Linked DNA regions of Mus musculus: regions 1, 2, 3 and 5 are each linked to region 4. A link is a contact called in public ChIA-PET, Hi-C and HiChIP or PLAC-seq data. All regions are on one chromosome and are shown on one strand. Each heading gives the region's core, a stretch centred on a gene start, on an enhancer-like site or on the middle of the called end of the contact. The rest is flanking DNA. Distances are from core to core; before and after follow the strand shown.

Region 1 (2,700 bases), core at 200-2,699, 400 kb after region 4:
TAGCTCCCTTGTTGAAGATCAAGTGACCATAGGTGTGTGAGTTCATTTCTGGGTCTTCAATTCTATTCCATTGGTCTACTTGTCTGTCTCTATACCAGTACCATGCAGTTTTTACCACAATTGCTCTGTAGTAAAGCTTTAGGTCAGGCATGGTGATTCCACCAGAGGTTCTTTTATCCTTGAGAAGAGTTTTTGCTATCCTAGGTTTTTTGTTATTCCAGATGAATTTGCAAATTGCTCCTTCTAATTCGTTGAAGAATTGAGTTGGAATTTTGATGGGGATTGCATTGAATCTGTAGATTGCTTTTGGCAAGATAGCCATTTTTACAATGTTGATCCTGCCAATCCATGAGCATGGGAGATCTTTCCATCGTCTGAGATCTTCTTTAATTTCTTTCTTCAGAGACTTGAAGTTTTTATCATACAGATCTTTCACTTCCTTAGTTAGAGTCACGCCAAGGTATTTTATATGATTTGTGACTATTGTGAAGGGTGTTGTTTCCCTAATTTCTTTCTCAGCCTGTTTATCCTTTGTGTAGAGAAAGGCCATTGACTTGTTTGAGTTAATTTTATATCCAGCTACTTCACTGAAGCTGTTTATCAGGTTTAGGAGTTCTCTGGTGGAATTTTTAGGTGACCGGGGTTTCTTGATACCATTCCTGTACCATTTGCAGGACTGGTTGTGTGTGATGTGGTTCTTGGACTTGGCCGTGTCAGCACAGTAACTGAAGCTCCCGAAGCACCTGGGACCAGAAGAGAAAAAGCCTGTCTGTCTCTCTTACTCCTCTGTGGCTCCCAGTAAGATTCTAGGACCCAGCTGCTTTGGTCTTCTCAAGTCTCCATAAAATGGACTCTTGTGACAGTGGTGGCCTCTGGTTCCTTCCACAGGCTGTGCTCCTTCCTCTGGCTGTCTCCTTGGGCCTGGTCACATAAACTCCTTTTCCTTCAGAGTCTCTTGGGGCAGAGGTCCTTGTTCCTTGCATGTTGTAGCCCATTTTGACTGCTATAGGAAAGAACTCTTCTATTTTCCAATTTAGCTTTGCTGGATTCTTTTGTTAGGAGACTCAAAAGGGGGCTATGAAAGAATACAGACTCTCAGTTGTGATCTCTGAGCTCCACTTAGAGAAATCTAATTATACAAGGCTTTCTCAAGTGGCCCTGTAGCCTAGATTTTACCTCAGCATAGTTGCATATTGAAACCTGTGTACTCGGTGTCTGGGCACCTAGACTAACATTAATTTTTCCCCATGTTCTTTCATTTCTAGAATTTTAAGTCAAATTTATAGAGCCTTAAACAAAACCGTACTCAGCAAGGAAAATGAGCTTTGAAAGTGTAAAAAAAGGAAAAAAAAGAATCCATTGTTTGATTATATATTAGTTAGTTACGTGTCTCACTGTTTCAGTGAAATACTTGTCAAAGGAAACATTAGGAAGGAAGTGGATTCACAGCTGTGGGGTGTAACCCACAGTGGTGGAGAGAAGGTGTGGCCATAGGAGCTTGAGGCTGCAGGTCCCGTTGTATCCGTAGTCAAAAAACAGAGACATGAAAAAGATTCCGCTGTTCAGTTTCTGTTTTGTATTCAATTAGAGATCCCAGCCCATAGAACTAGTCCTGTGGTGTCCAGACTCACTTATGAGAACATACCTGGGTGCTTTACAATTAGGCTTTGGGGCCTTGCCTGGGAGAGTCCAAAGATCTTTCTTTACTGCCTGAGTCCTCACAGGAGAGACTTGCTGAGGGGTGGGCATGTTACGGGGTAGTGGGAGTGGGCATAGATTCCTTTACCAGGCTCAGCACTGCCTGGGCCTGCCGGCTAAGCTTCCTGCTGGACACCACCAAAGGTGGGAGGCTATGAATGTGTGGAGTTAGGAAGCCAGGCACCAGCTCTGTCTTGCCAATCCCTGCCAGCCTCCCTTGGTTTACTACATTTTCTGTTCCAAGTGGTTGTTCTAACTAATGCTTCCTTCCTCTGCATCTACCCGGCACCCTCACCCTGGGCTTCTTGGTTCACTCCTTTCTTAGAGGGCACCCCTCCCTCCCACCAGTCTTCTCTAGTATTTCCTTCTTCCCCTTCCCCACCCACTGTGAGCTGCCACCTCCCTATAGCATATAATTTGTGAAGTAGAACCTTGGGGAGGGCAGCAGTGTTACCAAATATGCCCTTCTTGAAAAGCCTGGCTTTTACCCCTTGCAAATCACCCAGCACTGCTGAGATTCCACATTTATAGAAGGTGGCTGGAAATGGTCCCTACATACTTCTAGGGTGCCAGTGAAACGTGTCAGGGAGGGGCATGATTGAGCACTTGAAAGATGGAGGCTCAGCACCTCTCAATAAATGTTAGTAATTTTTGTTTCACTTCACCCTGTTTAAGGATTTGCTGCTTTTGTGCTGTTATAACAGAATGTAATGTTGGGTAATTCATAATAAGCAGGAAGTTATTGTGTCCAGGGTCAAGAAGCCTTTAAGTGCAAGATCGAGCCCCCACCCCCCTGCCTAGTAAAAGCTTACCTGCTGTATCATCACAGGGCAGAGGTGGGCAAAGCTGGCAGTGGAGGACATGGAACACGTGGGTTTCCAGCAACACCAACGTCCATGAGGGTGCCCAACTCAGGAGACAAGCATCCAAACATCTTTATAAGCTGTCACGAAAAAACTTGCCATTGCTTAAAGGGAGTGTGTTTTAGAATCAACAACACAC
Region 2 (2,700 bases), core at 107-2,606, 360 kb after region 4:
GCCATCTGCTGGCCACTGGGTCCAGCTTCTTAGACAAATATATTACGGGCCTCTTCCATGGCCCTAGAACCTGAGTAAGAACTCTGGCCACCCCTGCCCTCTCATCAACATAGAGGATGAAGGGTTTGGTTAGATCTGGCGATGCCAAGGCTGGCACAGTCAGCAGGGCCTCCTTAATATTTGCAAAGGCTTTCTGATGTTCTGATGTTCATCTGAATTCTCTTCTTTCTTTGGTCTGGGGGTACAAGGGGGCAGCCAGTGTTGTAAACCCAGGTATCCAAAGTCTGCAGAACCCAGCAGAGCCCAAGAATTTTCTCACCTGAATTTTCTCGATTCTTGGAGTAGCTGGTGCTGGTATTAGAATCACAGTCCTTTTTCTTTGCAATAGGCACATTGGTCCTTTTCGAAAGTCTTCTGAACAGGTTTTCTTTTTCCATGTCTAGGTTCCCTGTTGCCCAGGTACCCTGTCTGTCTATTCTCTGGCCTCTTCTTTCTTTTATGTTCTCCTACTACTGCGGCCAAAATCCTGCTTAAATTCCTCTCCTGTCTTCTATCCCTCTTATTCTCTCTCTCTCTTCTTCTTCACGCTTTTCCCTCTCTTTCTTCTCTTCCTCTGTCTCTCTCTTGTGATACACCTTTTCTGCCTCCTTGACTAAATCTTGTAAAGCCATGGCATGTAATTCTTCTAGTCTTTGTAACTTTCTCTTAATATCTGATGCTGATTGCCCTATAAAAGCCATAGCAACTGCAGCTTGTTGACCCTCAGAGGTTGGGTCAAAAAGAGTATAGCATCTATAAGCTTTCATCAATCTTTTCAGAAAAACAGACAGGGGCTTGGTAGGGCCCTGCATCACCTCTCTTACCTTAGCCAAATTGGTGGGGTGTCTTGTCACTCCCTTTAGACTAGAGCCTGGCGGTAAACTGCCAACCTCTCCTTACTTTGAGCCATGTTGTAGTTCCAATCTGGCCGGTCTAGAGGGAACCCAGTGTTAATCTCATTAGGTAGGTTGGTTGGGACTCGATTCACTCTGGGAACATTTTTTTGAGCCTCCAGGAGAATGCGCTCTTTTTCTTCAGCGGTAAACAGAACCTGGAGGAGCTGCTGACAATCATCTCAAGTTGGTTGATGAGAAAACATAAGAGACTTTACCAGCCCCCTCAGGCTGGCCAGATTCTCGGAAAGGAGGCATGGTTATCTTTCTAATTATACAGATCTGCAGAGATTTCATGTCCGCAGGCAGGTCACCCACAGCTTGCAAAGGAAAAGCAGAAGTGGTGTCAAGAGCGCATGTGCTGGGGGACTCTGGGCTCATCGACTCCGGGTCCTGGCTGCCAGTGGGAGTAGAAGATAGGGTGGAGGGGGAGGAGATTGTGGCTACTCAGGAGGCTCCTCTTGAGGGGAGCTGTGGGTTGAAGGGGAAGCTCGGTTTTGGGCAGAACCTTTGGTTTCACTTTTGTTCGGGCTCAGGGCTGCTCACTTGCTCGCCCGGGGAGCGGCCTTCTCACCACTGGGCCAGAAAGCGTGCTGGTCCAGGCAGGGTCCACACTGCCGCTGCTGCTGTGCTCACTGCTTCTTAGGGCAGAAAGTGAGGGTGCTGTGTTGACCCACCTGCGCGCACAGGAGCAGCAGGGGGCGGGGGGGAGAAGGGCTCCGAGATGCATGAGGGGGGGCAGTAAATTCTGGATAAGGTAAGGCTGTTGATCCGAGTAGGACCCAGGTCCGCTCTGAAAAACAATGGCTTTAACTTCAAAGATAAGAGTCAAATCAAAAGTCCCCTCCAGTGGCCATTTTATGCCACTCGGAGGCCCAAAAAGTCTGCCAAGATCCGTTCTTAATTTCTACTGATCTATTATGGGCCCTTGATCTAACTTCAGTCCAGTGGTCTAAAGTCAAACTTAGGGTGGGTCGTTACAGTCTGTCCTATCATCCAATATCACAGAAAACATGAAACAGACACAAAAAACACACACACACTGACAAATGCCTGAAAACAGACAAAAAACAAACACACACTGACAAATGCCCATCTTCTAACGGACAGACAAAACCAACTCAGAAATGCAAAAGGTTGGGAAAATGCGTAAATCCTCCAATCTAGAAAGACTACTGACTCTTCACTCCCTGCCCCAGACGAAGTCCTTCCCCTCCCTCGGGGCAACCCCCAGAGCAGCACAGCCAGTGATTCTAGCACGTCTGCTGTTCACACTCCGTGCCTCACCCTGAGGCGCTGGTCTCTGGTCTCCATTTCTCACAAAATGTTGCGGCTGCAAATTTCAGCACTGAACCTTGCCAGCTCACAGAAATATTTTTAGACAAAAAAAAAATCTCATCTCCAAGTGGGTCTTCGGAGACGTGGGTGGTCGCGCCAATCCCGGATGAGCCCCCAATGAAAGACCTCCGAAGGGAGACCCTCACTCAAGTCTCAGGATAATAGCGAACCCCCCAAGAACTCACAAGAGACCAAACTTGATGCAAACTACATGAGGCTTTATTCTGGGAAAGCCAGAGCTCTGGGATGACTCGTATCCCACACAGGGGTAGAGGAGTTGACCCAGAGGAGAAAGGGGTCCCAGTTTTTATAGGCCCTCAGGGGGGTGGGAAAGGAGAAGGGAGAGTAGAGGATTTCCAAATCTAAACAATGTAAAATGATTGATTTCACAAGAAATGGGTATGGGTGGGAAATGAGGAAGGATTCTAAT
Region 3 (2,700 bases), core at 186-2,685, 480 kb after region 4:
TAGGGAGTTCATATAATCATAGAGGTCTTCAAATATTGTCGTCCCTTCTCCTAGGATGCAGTCCCCAGAAAAGATGGCATTCTCCTCCTCCAGGAGTAAAGCCATGTGATCATCAGTGTGGCCAGGAGTGTACAAAACTCTAGGTAAGAACACAGGTTAGGAAGAACAACAAATCAACAAGCATGAATTCTTACGCTTGCGCAAAATGTTGAGAAGTGACCAATTCTGTCACCTGTAGACAAGACGGCAACACATGCTGTCAAGGAGGGGATTTCATTTTTTCCCAGGGGTTGCTTGTAAAAATCTGACCCCACACAAATATCTCCTATTCTTAGATCATGTTTCTTATCCAAAAGTACACATTCAATAACATATTTTCTTCTTATTTCATAAGTAAGATGATTACAACAAATTTGAAAAACATGAAAGGATAAAAAAGATGAAAATCAAGATTACTCAGAAACAGTACTTTTAGATAAGAACATAACTTTTCAATTTTGTATGGTAACAATTAAAAAACAAAACTGTGTGTTTTAAAGTTTTCATTTACTTCATTGCATTTCTCTACATTATTAAATTTCTATAGGTAAATCCCGAAGCTCTCTACATAATAGCTGGGACAGTGCTACATGTTCCGAAAATAAAATTTTACTCTAATAGTATTTATATAAAAATTTTAGAGAAATAAGAGTACATACATACATGAAAGTAAAGGTAAAACACTCAAACAGATGAAAAAGCATCAACTAAGGAGCCAATTAATGTCAAGAGTATTTGTAAGCCATATAAATATTTAAAACTATGTGCCTCAGAAGCAAAGACAAACAAGCCTTTAGAATCAAATAAAAACCTTAACCAAGACTAATTATGGACATTAAGAACTTGATTTATGCTATTCTTTGGTAGTGCAGCCACTAATTTAGTTGCCCAAACTCTAACTCCACCACCCATGCTCCTGTAAACAATCCTAAACACCTGCCTGCCCGCCCGCACACCCACACACCCCGACGGAGGGGCGGCTGGGATGGGGAGAAAGGATGTGGAAGGAGGGGACTAGCTGGCAGAAGGAAAGGAGCAGCAGAGTGGGACAGTAAAGGAAGGATAGAGGATGTAAGACGGTGTAAATGTCATGATGAAACCCAGGATGGCCTATGACTAATACTTGCTATCAAAAAGCCCTTAAACTTATGAACAGATTATGGTACCTTTACGTAACAAGAAATATGTCTTTAAGAGCTTTTTATTTATATTCACATTAAGTTTTATAGCTATACCAATAGTAAATGAAGAGCTAAGTCTAGTTTGTTCTGCAAAGCACCTCTTCATGTCTCAGCTGGTGCACTCCTCTTGTTTTCCTGGTGCACTGGGAGACACACTTGCTCTCTATGTGGTGCACCATGAGTCACACTTGCTCTCCACGTAGTGCACGGTGAGTCACACTTGTACTTTACAGCTTGCACCCTGTTTTCCTGTTTACTATTCAGGCTCCTGATGAGCAGGGCCCTTGTTATTCTCCACTGTCTGCTTGCAGTTCGCAGCTCTTAGTGACATCTGGTTTTACAACCCAGCTTTCCTTGTCTTGGCGCTGACCCAGCTGCTTGTGGGTAATGCACACCTAAGCCTGACACGGCTCCAGGGTGGGTTCTACTAACCTTCCCACTGTCCATGAGTGAATCACAGAAGACATCAGTAAATTCTGACTAATACTTCTCAAACTTAATTTTATTTATAAGAGACTAACTTAATTACCTTTCTCTGTCTGATTTACATAGACTGATTTGTATATTCTTGAAATATTTTAAATAAAACTCTCAATAATGACCTATTTAGGGGAATAGGGCAAATATAACTGCATATTTATATTTAATACTTAGGGACTCAATATGGGTTCTTGATTAGAGACAGTAGAGTGCATATCTACATATGTTTTCCTTCTAAAACCCCCAGAAAAGGTGTTTGTTTTGCTTTGGGTTTTTTTTTTTTTTTTGGTAAAGATGTAATCCCAACAGGGATGAAAGGAATGGGCAGGACGAGCACAGCTGAATGAGAGCAGTTGACAGTATTAGCAGTCACCAGAAAGCTGAGGGCTAAGCGGGCAGAGAAAGCTGGGGATCACCTAGCAGAGGCCCCTGAAAGCTGAGCATTTGGGGTATCAGGAACCTGGAAGATGAGGGGACATTAGGGGAAAGGTGGTTAAAAAAATATTGGAAATGTGCTTAACAAATATTCAGGCCGTGGCTGGAGCTCAGAGGCAGAACACCTGAACACGTGCGGTCCTGGATTCAATCCTCCACACCCCAAATCCCAAACAGACAAACAAACAAACCCCAAGCAGAATTGAAACCTGCCACATACACAAGTTGTATTCTTCTTTGAGCTGTGTGACAAGTACCTTAAGCCTGCTGATGGAACAGGCTCAGGTGGAGCAGAGATAACACACCGAGAAATGGAGATTCCTAACACAGGCCAATGCCATTTGGACGTCATTTTTCATGTATTGTTATTGAGGTCTTTACCCTTACCAAGATGTCAAAAAAAGTCTTTTCTAAGGTATTTAGTAAAATGACTTAGAAAATAACCTTAGCAAAAGCCTAAGTTGTCAAAAATGGGTCCCCAGTAAAGTTCACCTTGATTATGATACCATGAGGCTCGTGCCAACAACTCTGTCCTCCCAGTCAGTTCTCAGGACTCACAAATAGC
Region 4 (2,700 bases), core at 179-2,678:
GATATACGGTCTTACATAGCCCAAGTTGGTTTCTGACTTGCTATGCAGCCCAGGATGGGTTTCAACCATGAGTCTCTGGCCTCCACCTCCCAAGTGCTGGGATTCGAGGTCAGTGTCACAATGCCTGCCTTACACTGTGTACTGTTTACTACGCTGTTCTCTATGGTTAGTGGAACTTCTTACATGCGTACACTTTGCTATAATTCACTACTACATGCTAGACATATTCAATGTGTTTGTCATTTGATTTTTCAACAGCTTTTCTCCTACCAAAGACCTACAGAGGGAAAGGAATGGAAGGTGGTGTAAGGGCATGTAGCAGGTCCTCCCTGTGCCCTGACCAGCATCTGACAGAGTATCTGCAAGACTAGTTTGTATATATTTGGTTAATTTAATTGTCTGAAAGATGCATTTTTTTAAACCCCAAGACATGGTCTCATTATGTAGTCCCGCTGTCCTGGAACCCACTATGTAGACTGAGTTAGCTTCAAACTCACAAAGATCTGCCTGTCTCAATGAGTACTGGATTGAAGGCATGTGATACCATGCCCAGCTGATATGTGTTTTACAGAGAGAGCTGCATAAATTCCAGTTGCATCTTGCATTAGCTATTTAGTTTTTAAAAAAGTGTGTGCACATGTGAGTGATACACACATACACAGAGAGAGAGAGAGAGAGAGAAAGAAAGGAAGGAGAGAGGGAGCCAGCCCAAGCAAGCGCACACGAGTGTGTGAAGCCTGGAGGGTTTCTGGGGATGCGGCCCTTTCACTCAGTTTCTGAGACAAGGGGTCTTGTCATTTCTGCTACTGAGCTGAACATGGAAACTTCTGGCTGACTGTCCTGTTTCCATGCATAGGGAATCTAGCGCTCTCTCAGGGCGATGCTCTAGTGTCAATATGAAGATCTAATATACCCTTGTCCTTCTAGAAGCCACGACTAGACATCTGAAGGTCTTTAGAGGGCAAGCCGCAGCAGAAGTCACATCTCAAGCCGCCATCAGGTTACTGCTCTGGCAGCCTTAGTCCTTCCTTCCAGACGCCCTAGGATGATAACGCTGCCTGTGGTCTGTGGTCAGCAGGACAGCGTCAGTATACTGCCCTCTCCTCTTGATAATTAAAAAAAAAAGTGTGTATGGAGTACCACCAGCAGGGAGACCACTCCTTGTTGAAATATTTCAGAACTTTACATCTGCCCATATTTAATAGAAAATCTACTTAGGTTATTTCCATATTGATCTATTTAGTTTTTGCTCTGTTTGAGACAGGTCTCACTTCTGTTTAGAACTCACTGATTACGCTAGACTGGCTGGTGCTGTGGGAATCCTCCTGTTTCCACCGTCACAAACTCACCATTGCTGGGGTAACGTGTGTACCACTGAGCCTGGTGGTTTTCCTGGGCTCTGGGGATGTTTGTGAGACAAGAACTTTATTTCTATACTGTGTATGCAACTCTGGCTAATCTACAGTATACATGCACACCACATTTCCACCGCTGCCCCTAAGAATGCCGTCTGTAGTTCAGCTTAAACGACACGGTGACTGACCTGAGGAGAGCATTCAAAATGATGTAATACTGGTTTTAATTTTTAAAAAGTATTTCAATATTTTAGATGCCAAGACAGGTCAACTGCCATAAATTTGAGCCTAGGTTGGGCTGGGATCTCTTAAATTTCTTAAAAATCTAATCTCTTAAAACATAACCCCCGCTTCCAAAGTCCCTCAAAGTATTCCAGTCACTGAGGAACTCCAAGGACATTTAAGAATGTCACCTGCATAAACTCAAGGATAATCGCAGAAAAGCTGAACTCTAGCTGAAGCTAAAGGCGAAGCCGACCAGTCATGCAGGAAATAGGTACCCCATTTCCTTTCTGGTTTTAAGTCAGGGTGTACTGTGCAACCTCCAGTCATTTCTTTCCATTCTGCTGTTTTCAATATGAATCAACAAGTCTGAACTCCCACCTGTGTCTGCTAAACTCTGGGAATTATGACTGTTTTTAAGGTTCCAGAGTCTTCGATGACTATCACTATCCTCACAGTGACATGCTGCAGGGCCAGGCAGCCTGGCCTTGGAAGATGCTTGTGACAGGGAGACTGGCACTGGACAGGAAGGAGGACCAGGAGGAGGTTGTTTCAGATGCTGAGGGGCCATGGGGTTATTATCACAGCCTCAGGGCTTTCTCAAATCAAAGAAAGACAAAGTCTGTTACTTCTTCAAATAAACTAACGAGGGAGCAGAGAGAGAACTAGGCTCACTAGGGTGGTTGGCATCCTAAAATTGTTACGGGCGACACCCACATAAGGGTTGTAGTGTTTGGTGAGCTGCAGTCACACTTAAGATGCTTCTGCTACCTGTGTGTGAAACAGTCCTTTCTAAGTAGCGGCTGCCTGTCTCAGTGAATAGGCATGGCCGGACTGAGGCCTGCTCACATGGTCTCCCATCCCAGCATCGAGGACCAAGGCCCCCAGGAAGCAGTGACCCTGTGGCTTCTCTAACTTGTTTTCCTAATCTGCCCTTTCAGCAAGCGTGGACAAGAGGCTCTCGGCTTGCTTCTGCCTTTCTGCTTAACTTGTCTTGTGCAATGGTCCTTCCCAGGTGTTTGCTTCTTGGGCAACAGTTTATGTGAGAGTATGAGAGTAAAGAGGAGGAGTAGGGAGGCCTGCTGGTGGGGAGGGAAAAAGCATCCCAGAGAAGCCTGCAGGA
Region 5 (2,700 bases), core at 147-2,646, 270 kb after region 4:
ATTTGTGCTATAACTACAGGATGTTGCTTTCAAGGAGCCTGGACAAAGGGCATACATACTCTTTCTATATTATGTCTTATAACTATTTGGGAATTCCCAGTGATCCCAAAGGAGGAGTCTGGCAAGTGCTCGCAAGCTGGAGCTGTTTTAGGACTTAGAAAGGAAAACTGTACATACAATGCTCATCTTTGGCAAGCTTTCTGGGACTGTGTGAATCATCAGTGTCATCTTAGAGTCTGGAGGTAACCCCGGCGTGTGGTTTTTATAATTGGAGATCACACCATGAAGATGTACCCACCTAGATCCTGTCCTTTCAATTTGGAGTTAGCAGCCTTATTAATTTTTTCCCTCATTGGTGTCCATGAGCTGCACTAATGACTTCAGTAAATGTTTCTACTACTTAAGAGATTTTCTGTGAGACATTGAATGCTGTATTATGGGTGCTCTCTATAAATACTGCTTAAAATTAGATGGCAAAGGCTCCCAATTCACATCCTGCCAACTGTCTTACCACACTTTTCCCCCCCTTGCCTGTTTGCCTGCCATGCTATCCTCTATAATGAGTGAGTTACAGTAATTGTAGCTGGAAAAATCATCATGCAAAGTGGGGGGGGGGGGGGGCGGGGCGGGGCGGGGCGGGGACGGCTCAAAACCTGCCTTATTTTTAAATGAGTAAAGCTTCTGTCGGTTTTTTTTTTTTTTTTTTTTTTGGCCGCGTTTCAGCCTCACAGCGAAGTGAAAGAGCCAAAAGAGGCAGTGGGGTAACTGGCACGTGGGGGGTGGGGTGGGGGTAGGGTCGTGGCAGCATCAATTAACCGGATTTCATTTTCCCTTAATAAAGAAATTCGGTTTTTCCACAGCTAACTGTATAATCAATTTGCTGCCCCGCTGCTTTGCTAACTGGCTGTTGGCGCCACTTCAATACTATTGAGCCTAGCCTGTGGCCAGAGCTCGAGGAGGAGCCAGCGGCAGGGAGGAGGAACTCTCTGCCGGACTCGGACAGACTCAGACTCGGCCGGCCGAGTTGACTCCTTCCTGCAATTTCTCTGCGCTTTGTTTGCTCCCATCTTTCTTTCCTTGTTATTTTGACGCATGATCTCATGTAGCCCAGGCTGGTCTCACTAGTAGTGGAGATTACACGCAGGGATCACAACATCTGCTTTATGCAGAGCTGGGGACTGAACCCAGGGTTTTATGCGTGCTACACAAGTACTCTACCGGTTGAGCTAAATCCTGGGGCCTGAACTCTTTAGTTCCCCCTCCCCCATTTCCCCCCTTCTCTCTCCTCTTCTTTCTATCTACGTATTTCTTTTGAAATTGCCTGCGTATGTTTGTGCGAGCGCGGGGGTGGGGTGAGGTGGAGTGGGGCGTACGACAGGGGGTGGGGAAGTTCGCGCCTGCCAAGACATGGGTGTGGAGGTCAGGCAGATTGCTTGCTGCAGTCTGCTCTCTCCACTGCGTGGATCCCCAATGATTGAACTCAGATCATCAAGCTTGCTGGTGGCAAATGTCCTTTCCCCCTTAGTCATCTCATTGGCTGTCTGTCTTTTCTCTGTAGGGAGCAAGAGCTGGCTGAGATGCCCACTGCTTGCCTTAACCCCTTGAGCTCACGTGATCTTGCTGCCTCAGCCTCCTGAACAGCGGAAATGACAGGCAAACACAGTGGCTCTTTCATTCCAGTCGTAGAGAATAACTAATTTTACTTATGATCATTAGTGTGTTCGCTGGTACTTTTATGTCACCTTAGTAACTCTGATGCATCTGTGCCCTGCTGTAGGCCAGAGGACTTGGTTCCCTCCTCTATTGTTTGAAGCAGGGTCTCTCTTGTTTCTAAGGTTCTGTTTACTCAGCTCGCTGACCTGTGAGCTTCTAGGTGATTCCTCTGTCTTCACTTCGTGCCTCCTTGTGGGTGTTTGAGGACTACAGATGTGCACCACCACCTCTGGATTTTTTATGTGGGTTCTGGGGAATCTAACTGAGGTCAACGGACTTTAGTGTGCAAGGCTTTACCCACTGAGCCATCTTCTTGATGCTCCACGCGTCCCCATCCCTCTGGTATAACAGCTGACTCTGGTATAACAGCTGACATGGTATTAGAGCTGCCTTAATCACGTTCTGATGTCTGGTTGACAAGTTTAAAGTCTTCCATTTACTGTGGCTTTGGAGCACTCTGGAAGGATTTTAGTTTTATGGTATTATCTAACTATGTAGGAATTTAGAGTGTTGAGGAAAAAAAAAAAAAAAAAAAAACCCGTGTTTCCAATACAGTTGTTTCTGTGAGTGAAGCAGCTGAGTCTGTAGCAAATGCTCTTTGCAATCAGCACTTTCAAGTTATCCTTCTGTCGGCTTGGAGAGAGTGCAGAAAAACCACATTCTCTCCTAACTGCTGATTGTGTTCTTGCAGCCTGTCCCAGGCCTGCAAATTATACCCTGTACGACGGATCGGATCGCTCACTAACTCACTTGTAGTTCCACATTTTTCTCTCTAGCTTGCTGGATTACAAGACACAAGTTAAACTACAAGATAAACAAATATTATCTTTAGTCACAGAATCACCAGACAAAAAGCCCCTCAGAGCAAGCTGGCTCCACCCTCCTTGTGGCTATTTCTGCTCCTTATTCTGAAGGCTGCACTTCAGTTTAAGGACCGTGGACTTGGAAGGCCTGAGGAAAGCTTGAGTCAAGATGGCCAGGACAACA

What was found. A called contact is a pair of places that touch in the nucleus more often than the background predicts. ChIA-PET counts read pairs in DNA pulled down with a chosen protein or histone mark. HiChIP or PLAC-seq counts read pairs in DNA pulled down with a chosen protein or histone mark.
Region 1: an RNA polymerase II ChIA-PET map of effector CD8 T cells shows a contact between it and region 4, with 24 read pairs. The contact joins two enhancer-like sites. A contact is called at or near these places in 1 of 15 datasets of contacts at CTCF or cohesin (pro-B cells), 25 of 484 Hi-C or Micro-C datasets (the AML12 cell line, the C10 cell line, the G1E-ER4 cell line and 19 more), 4 of 115 datasets of contacts at active chromatin or transcription factors (effector CD8 T cells, embryonic basal ganglia, large pre-B cells and 1 more) and 3 of 9 other capture datasets (adipose tissue, embryonic stem cells and liver).
Region 2: a contact with region 4 is called in a Hi-C map of pre-megakaryocyte-erythroid progenitors, with 6 times the contacts expected there. The contact joins two enhancer-like sites. A contact is called at or near these places in 1 of 39 promoter capture datasets (embryonic stem cells), 6 of 15 datasets of contacts at CTCF or cohesin (the G1E-ER4 cell line, the NIH/3T3 cell line, large pre-B cells and 2 more), 112 of 484 Hi-C or Micro-C datasets (the AML12 cell line, the AtT-20 cell line, B cells and 62 more), 17 of 115 datasets of contacts at active chromatin or transcription factors (CD4 single positive thymocytes, CD8 T cells, Th17 cells and 11 more) and 4 of 9 other capture datasets (adipose tissue, embryonic stem cells, liver and 1 more).
Region 3: an RNA polymerase II ChIA-PET map of effector CD8 T cells shows a contact between it and region 4, with 15 read pairs. The contact joins two enhancer-like sites. A contact is called at or near these places in 2 of 15 datasets of contacts at CTCF or cohesin (large pre-B cells and pro-B cells), 15 of 484 Hi-C or Micro-C datasets (the G1E-ER4 cell line, LSK cells, brown adipocytes and 7 more), 6 of 115 datasets of contacts at active chromatin or transcription factors (Th17 cells, effector CD8 T cells, embryonic fibroblasts and 3 more) and 3 of 9 other capture datasets (adipose tissue, embryonic stem cells and pancreatic islet).
Region 5: a BATF HiChIP or PLAC-seq map of CD8 T cells shows a contact between it and region 4, with 6 read pairs. The contact joins two enhancer-like sites. A contact is called at or near these places in 4 of 484 Hi-C or Micro-C datasets (the G1E-ER4 cell line, bone marrow-derived macrophages and embryonic stem cells), 13 of 115 datasets of contacts at active chromatin or transcription factors (CD8 T cells, bone marrow-derived macrophages, double positive thymocytes and 6 more) and 3 of 9 other capture datasets (adipose tissue, embryonic stem cells and liver).

Annotation. Positions count from the first base shown.
Region 1 is chr1:13,558,057-13,560,756 of GRCm38.p6, forward strand. No RefSeq gene overlaps it. Among named protein-coding and RNA genes, the nearest start is that of Tram1, 31 kb to the right of the region's middle. Within about 2 kb of position 1,450, at least 59 of the 459 cell types and tissues checked have an H3K27ac peak or open chromatin away from gene starts, as enhancers often do. A contact at or near this core is called in the HPC-7 cell line, Th1 cells, effector CD8 T cells and 2 more, where this site is marked.
Region 2 is chr1:13,512,610-13,515,309 of GRCm38.p6, forward strand. No RefSeq gene overlaps it. Among named protein-coding and RNA genes, the nearest start is that of Tram1, 76 kb to the right of the region's middle. Within about 2 kb of position 1,357, at least 88 of the 459 cell types and tissues checked have an H3K27ac peak or open chromatin away from gene starts, as enhancers often do. A contact at or near this core is called in CD8 T cells, the CH12 cell line, the G1E-ER4 cell line and 9 more, where this site is marked.
Region 3 is chr1:13,638,271-13,640,970 of GRCm38.p6, forward strand. It overlaps Lactb2 (lactamase, beta 2), which reads right to left. Exons shown (of 7, transcript NM_145381.2): 4 at 1-139. Among named protein-coding and RNA genes, the nearest start is that of Lactb2, 21 kb to the right of the region's middle. Within about 2 kb of position 1,436, at least 74 of the 459 cell types and tissues checked have an H3K27ac peak or open chromatin away from gene starts, as enhancers often do. A contact at or near this core is called in Th17 cells, effector CD8 T cells and memory CD8 T cells, where this site is marked.
Region 4 is chr1:13,153,618-13,156,317 of GRCm38.p6, forward strand. All of the region lies in intron 16 of Ncoa2 (nuclear receptor coactivator 2), which reads right to left. Among named protein-coding and RNA genes, the nearest start is that of Prdm14, 28 kb to the left of the region's middle. Within about 2 kb of position 1,429, at least 48 of the 459 cell types and tissues checked have an H3K27ac peak or open chromatin away from gene starts, as enhancers often do. A contact at or near this core is called in CD8 T cells, the CH12 cell line, the G1E-ER4 cell line and 10 more, where this site is marked.
Region 5 is chr1:13,425,630-13,428,329 of GRCm38.p6, forward strand. No RefSeq gene overlaps it. Among named protein-coding and RNA genes, the nearest start is that of Gm39595, 4.6 kb to the left of the region's middle. Within about 2 kb of position 1,397, at least 280 of the 459 cell types and tissues checked have an H3K27ac peak or open chromatin away from gene starts, as enhancers often do. A contact at or near this core is called in CD8 T cells, the G1E-ER4 cell line, effector CD8 T cells and 2 more, where this site is marked.